Regions from separate parts of the Sus scrofa genome. Here region 2 is linked to region 1. The links are chromatin contacts, called in public HiChIP or PLAC-seq maps. All regions are on one chromosome and are shown on one strand. The core of a region is the stretch at or near the end of the contact, and the rest is flanking DNA. Distances in the headings are between cores, read along the strand shown. Region 1 overlaps SRGAP2 (SLIT-ROBO Rho GTPase-activating protein 2). Region 2 overlaps SRGAP2 (SLIT-ROBO Rho GTPase-activating protein 2).

What was found. HiChIP or PLAC-seq counts read pairs in DNA pulled down with a chosen protein or histone mark.
Region 2: an H3K27ac HiChIP or PLAC-seq map of alveolar macrophages shows a contact between it and region 1. The contact joins two enhancer-like sites. A contact is called at or near these places in 3 of 47 Hi-C or Micro-C datasets (embryonic fibroblasts, fetal heart ventricle and fetal liver) and 2 of 2 datasets of contacts at active chromatin or transcription factors (alveolar macrophages and skeletal muscle).

The regions. Positions count from the first base shown.
Region 1 is chr9:66,851,201-66,854,053 of Sscrofa11.1, reverse strand. The region is part of intron 2 of SRGAP2 (SLIT-ROBO Rho GTPase-activating protein 2); the gene reads right to left. Among named protein-coding and RNA genes, the nearest start is that of FAM72A, 13 kb to the right of the region's middle. Within about 2 kb of position 1,398, at least 2 of the 83 cell types and tissues checked have an H3K27ac peak or open chromatin away from gene starts, as enhancers often do. A contact at or near this core is called in alveolar macrophages, where this site is marked.
Region 2 is chr9:67,022,255-67,024,954 of Sscrofa11.1, reverse strand. The region is part of intron 4 of SRGAP2 (SLIT-ROBO Rho GTPase-activating protein 2); the gene reads right to left. Among named protein-coding and RNA genes, the nearest start is that of IKBKE, 99 kb to the left of the region's middle. Within about 2 kb of position 1,389, at least 52 of the 83 cell types and tissues checked have an H3K27ac peak or open chromatin away from gene starts, as enhancers often do. A contact at or near this core is called in alveolar macrophages, where this site is marked.

The DNA of each region.
Region 1 (2,853 bases), core at 149-2,648:
GGGATTCACCCTCTGTCTATGTGCAGCAGCCATGCAGACTTGGCCCACAAGCCCTGGGACTGGGGAGAGGGACTTTCGGAGGCTACAACAGGTTTTGTACTTACAACCGTGCCCCTGGCTTAACAGGGGCAAAACTGTCATCTTCGGTGTCTTAAATCAGCAAGAGTCATGAACCATAAAACCTGGGGGAAAGATTTCCTAATTGAACCCTGAATTTCCTAGACGAGAAAACCAAGGTGTAGGCAGATCCGGGAGGTGTGTACCAGGAAGACCTTTAGAACACCGCATTTAGAACTCCTTTTTGCATCAAGACAGCAGGAAATGAGCACAATCAACCCAATGTGCGCAGCATTCCACAGCTTCAAAGGCATCTCAGATGAACTCTTTCATTGGCGCCTCACACCAGCATTGAGTCGGCCTGGGTTCACACTCTGTCTTCATCACTTACTAGCTGTGTGCCTTGGTGTAAATTATTGAACCTCCTTGTTGCCTTATCTGTGCGTTGGGGATAATTAATAGTAGCTACTGGGAGTTCCCATCGTGGCGCAGTGGTTAACGAATCCGACTAGGAACCATGAGGTTGCAGGTTCGATCCCTGGCCTTGCTCAGTGGGTTAACGATCCGGCGTTGCCGTGAGCTGTGGTGTAGGTTGCAGACGCGGCTCGGATCCAGCGTTGCTGTGGCTCTGGCGTAGGCCAGCGACTACAGCTCCGATTAGACCCCTAGCCTGGGAACCTCCATATGCCGCGGGAGCGGCCCAAGAAAAGGCAGAAAGACAAAAAAAAAAAAAATAATAATAATAATGATAATAATAGTAGCTACTTCATAGGGCTATTGGGAGTTTCAGTGAGGTAACCCTATACATAAAGCACATAAGGCAGAGTTTAGACATAAGAAGCACTCCCTAAATGCTAGCCATCTTCACCCCCATCATCCTCAACATCACTGAGAGCCAAGAAGCGCTGTCCCCATTGTACAGATGCAGAAACTAGGGATTTTGAGACCTGAGATGAGGCAGCCTCAAAATCACAGTAGCAAATGGCAACACCAAACAAGAACCCAGGCGTTCTGCCTCCAAATCCAGCAGTGTCGCCCCATTTGTCATGGCCCCAGAGAAACAGCGCTCCAAAATAGGCACCTTGATCAAGATGCTTCCGCAAAGAGCAGCTTCATCATCTGATAAGATCTGGCCCAATTACCCCCCACCCTCCAAATAAGTAAATCAATCGATAAATAAATAAGCGCAAGAAAAAAGCCTAGTGGGAAGAAGGAAGCAGATCTCCAAAGGGTTTCAATGTTTGGAGAAATTGCTGCCAACTCCTGAGAAACAGGATGTATTTCTTACAGCCCTTGGCATATCATGTCTCAGCCAGCTCATGCTCCTGGATCCCTTTGTTTTCTGGGCTTTGCGTCTCCGTGGAACCCATGGCTGGTGAGGTCACCTTCTCCAGGGACAGCACTCAGCTCCTGCCCATCATACTGGGATTCGGAATGTAGAATCTGGGTCCAGGCAGCAAAGGCAAGGTCCGAACTTTCACGATGCCTTTTGGGTCACCTGCCCACTAATTAGTGCATTTTTAGAAGAAAAAGTTAAAAGAAAAAAAAAAAAAAAAAAGCTCTGCCTTCTCCCTAACAGATGGCATCCTAAAATACCCACAGAAATGGAGGAGGCGCACTTCCCAGCTGCTTTTCCTTCCTCACCAATATATATTTCAAGTTCAGAACCATTCATTCACAATGTATAAATAAAGTCAAGGCTACTTAATACCAAGTGACTTGAAAAACCAGAGGGGAGAATTTTTCTGTTTGTCCCTTTAGACCTTCCTTCCCCTTTTACCACAGATCATGCAGCTGCTTCCAATGAGGCAATAGCTCCTTCCAAACCCAGGCTTCGAACAAGTATCACAGCACTTCCTCTTCCAAGTCAATTCTGTTTTAACTCCTGTCAAAACAGGAACCTTCCTCGACTTTATTTTTATTTATTTATTTTTAAGGTTTTCTTCTCTCTCTCCCTATTCTCTTTTCCGCTTCTAATTTTATTTTATTTATTTATTTGTCTTTTTAGGGCATATGGAGGTTCCCAGGCTAGGGGTCCAATCGGAGCTGGAGCTGCTGGCCTACACCACAGCCACAGCAACGCCAGATCCAAGCTACATCTTTGACCTACACCACAGCTCAAAGCAGCACCGGATCTCTAAAACACTGAGCAAGGCCAGGGATCGAACCCACGTCCTCATGGGGTTTGTTAACTGCTGAGCCACAAGGGGAACTCCTAAACTCTCTCAACTTTAGACTTGGTAAATCTGTTTTAAATGATGAAAATCCTGGACAAATGTAGAATGTTTTGCTTCAATTATAGCAGACCTCACTTTTGTTCTAAACTCTTTGAATTTCAGAGTTAATATTTTCCTTGGTTTACAAGGAAAGAGATGCATTGAAGAACTCATATATAACTCTAGGGCAACGATTCTAAAGAGGGCAGTTGGGGTGGTAAATAAGGAGAAATTCACCCCCAGTGGGGAGCCTCCACCGTTCTATATAGTTTGCACTTGTCCTTGTAGAAGGATAATATTTACAATGCTTGATCTACTTTGATTTTTCAAATATATAAGGAGAAGGCTTGTTACTGGAGTAGGCGGAGAAGTGTAGAAGCAAGGCGTCTTGGCACTGTCACATTCAATCTCAGCTCAGAAAAGGTTCACATTCGATTTGCAAGTGTTTTAGTGCTTACCATGTGCCTAGAAGCTGGAGGCCTTGAAAGGAATAAAAGACAATTCTGTCCTCAAAGTGCTCAGATAGCTGTAAATAACCAGGTGTAAAGGAAGAGATTACAATGTAATATGATGAGTGCAG
Region 2 (2,700 bases), core at 140-2,639, 170 kb before region 1:
CTAAAGCAGCAGAGGTCAGAGGAGGTGAGGTGAAGGGAAACGACACACCCACCAGCTCCAGAGTCAGCACCGAGGCCAGAAAGTGGCCGTGAGCAACATTTCCAAATGCCCTGCCCTCCTGCCTCCAGGCCAGCGCCCCCTGCCAGCCTCCCTTACACCTCCCTGTGTTTAAATGGCAGAGGTTACAGGAGGAAGCTCCCATCCCTCTACCCTGCTGCTTAGCCCCGATTGCAATAACCTTAGCCCCAGAGGAGGTGGGAAGAGGAGCGGGAGAAAAAGCATAACCAATAAAACAGCAATGAAGCCCAGGCAGGTGTTTCCTTTCGAGGACTGATTTGTTGGAAAAGGACCGACTCAACTATTATCCCTGTTTATTTGAACAGGCTGCAGAAGTGATTCTGACTTATTCTCCCTCTGGCTAAGGGCTGGGCTGGGAACTCACGTGTTGCTAGCCTGGTCACAGTTATGCTAAAGCCCCCAGCGTTTGTGCAATTCTGACTCTGAGAAGAGAGGCAGGCAATGGTCTGTACCTCTCCTTTCCTAGAGGATAAAAGGTCACCGTTCTCTATTTCAGAAACCTTGACTGTGTGCCTCTGGGGGTGAGGGTGGCCCCAGTGACCCCAAAAACGGCTTCCGCACTGCTGTGGAGCAGTTGTCAAAGCTGGGAAGCTACAAGGGAGCTCCACCCAAAGACAAGGGGGACGTTTATGCCTGGGAACAACAGGACCTGAAGGGGCCGAGTCCATGACAATGCAGACTCTGGAGCCTTTCCGCTTCCTATAAAAAACAGCAAGGGGTCTCTCGGCAGGGAAGAGAAAGAGAATTTACAGAGCAGTCTTGATGCATATCACACAGCCTGCATCTCTTTTCTTTAAAATTTCTTGGAAGAGAATGAGTCATCTAAACATCGCAGGAAACCAAAAAGAAGTCGAGGGAAAAAATTACTTTGGGCAAAGTTTTGCTCTTAAATGTCTGCATAGTAATCTTTGCCTGGAAAAAAAAAAAAAAAAGATGCCTAAATTTAGACCAGAGATGTGGCACAGTTAAACAATGCTGGTTCTCTGAGAGAGGAAGTGCCATGGGGTGCGCAGGCAGGAGCTTTTATTTTGAAACTCACCACAACCATTTGGCCAGTGAGTTTCTGGGGGGGCTGGGTGGGGGGCACTCTGCCTGCTGCCGGGGCGGGGCTGATCGGAAGGCAGTGAGATTGCAACAGCTCCTGCCAGCTGTGTGCTTATTTACCAAAGGGGCAGGGAACCCTCCTTTTCCAACAGATAACAGCAATGGACGACAGAACCGAAACACACAGCCTCCTTTCCCCAAGACCGTCACATTCCGGAACCTCCTCACTCCCAGAAAGGATAGAGCAGCAGAAATATAAGGAAACGTGAGGTTCCGTGGCCTGAGCAGGATGTCGGGACACGAGGCTGGTCACTCATCTTTGGAGCGAGACGTAGCCTGAGCTTGGATGGGTTTGTCTATTAGCTTTTCCCAAAGAACACCGCTAATGAAGACATTTTTAACTCTCATCAGAGATTACCTACTAAATGATACTCTAGGTACTTGGCTCAGCATGCGTGTGCTTTCCGAGTTAGGGAGAAGGGGCTGTTTAATGGCCATCTATACTACAGAGCTGTATTATTTGACAGGCACAGAATTACCCCTTATTTGTATTAGAAAAAAGGGGGGGGAGGCCTGTCTCTGCTGTGTGGTGAGAGCTCATTTCAGCCCTGTCCCAAGGCTGAGCCTGTCAGCAGGTAGAAACAGTAGGGTCATTTAGTTCTCTGCCGATTAGCCTGTGTCAGCAGTTTTCTAAAAAAGAATCCAATTTTCAAGGGCATATATCTCTCTCTGCCAGCGCCCCACCCCCTCCCTACCCCAAAGGCACTTCTGAGGGCAACTGTTAAGAAAGAAAACCTAGTTTCAAATCGGATTTACATTTACAGATTTCAGGGGAAAGAGAGGTGAACGCTATACAAGGCTCTGGCAGCAGCAGAAGTGTCACCAGATGTAGAGTGACAGTGTCAGAGGCATTGGATCACCACTTCAAAGAGGCCAAGTTTGAAGAGCTGGAGCTTTGCCTGAAGTGCTTTTGGTGGGCAGGACGAGGCTAAAAGGAGTGGCTGTCTGGCACCAGGGTCAGTGCTTGGTGACAATGGGCACTGTGTCTGGCCCCTCCCCAACCCAACTCAGCCCATCCAAACAGGTGGTGCAGGATGCGGCTGCAGGGGTACAGGGGGTGTGATCATGCGCGTCAAAACTCAGGAGGGACTTCTAGATTCCTCTGGGGCCAAGCTACTTCTATCTATGCAAGGGGACTCTTTCTATACCGCTTTCACTCAAAAATCCCCATGATGTGAGTTTCCTGGTGGCTTAGTGGGTTAAGGATCCAGCATTGTCACTGCTGTGGCTCTGGTTACTGCTGTGGCATAGGTTCAATCGATCCCTGGCCCAGGAACTTCTGCATGCTGCAGGTATGGCCAAAAAAACGAAAAAAAAGAAAAAAATAAAGGATAGCGTATGATGGCTCTAGCAGGCCTGTGCTCTAGTTATATACTCTGAGGAGCCCACGGGAGCATAAAATACAAATACACTGAATTGCAAGACTTTTATAGAAAGGCAGGCTGGGAGCTGCCTCAAGAGGGACATTTGAAGTGCTTTTACCTTCTGAAGATAAGGCAGAATAGGATTTAAAAAAAA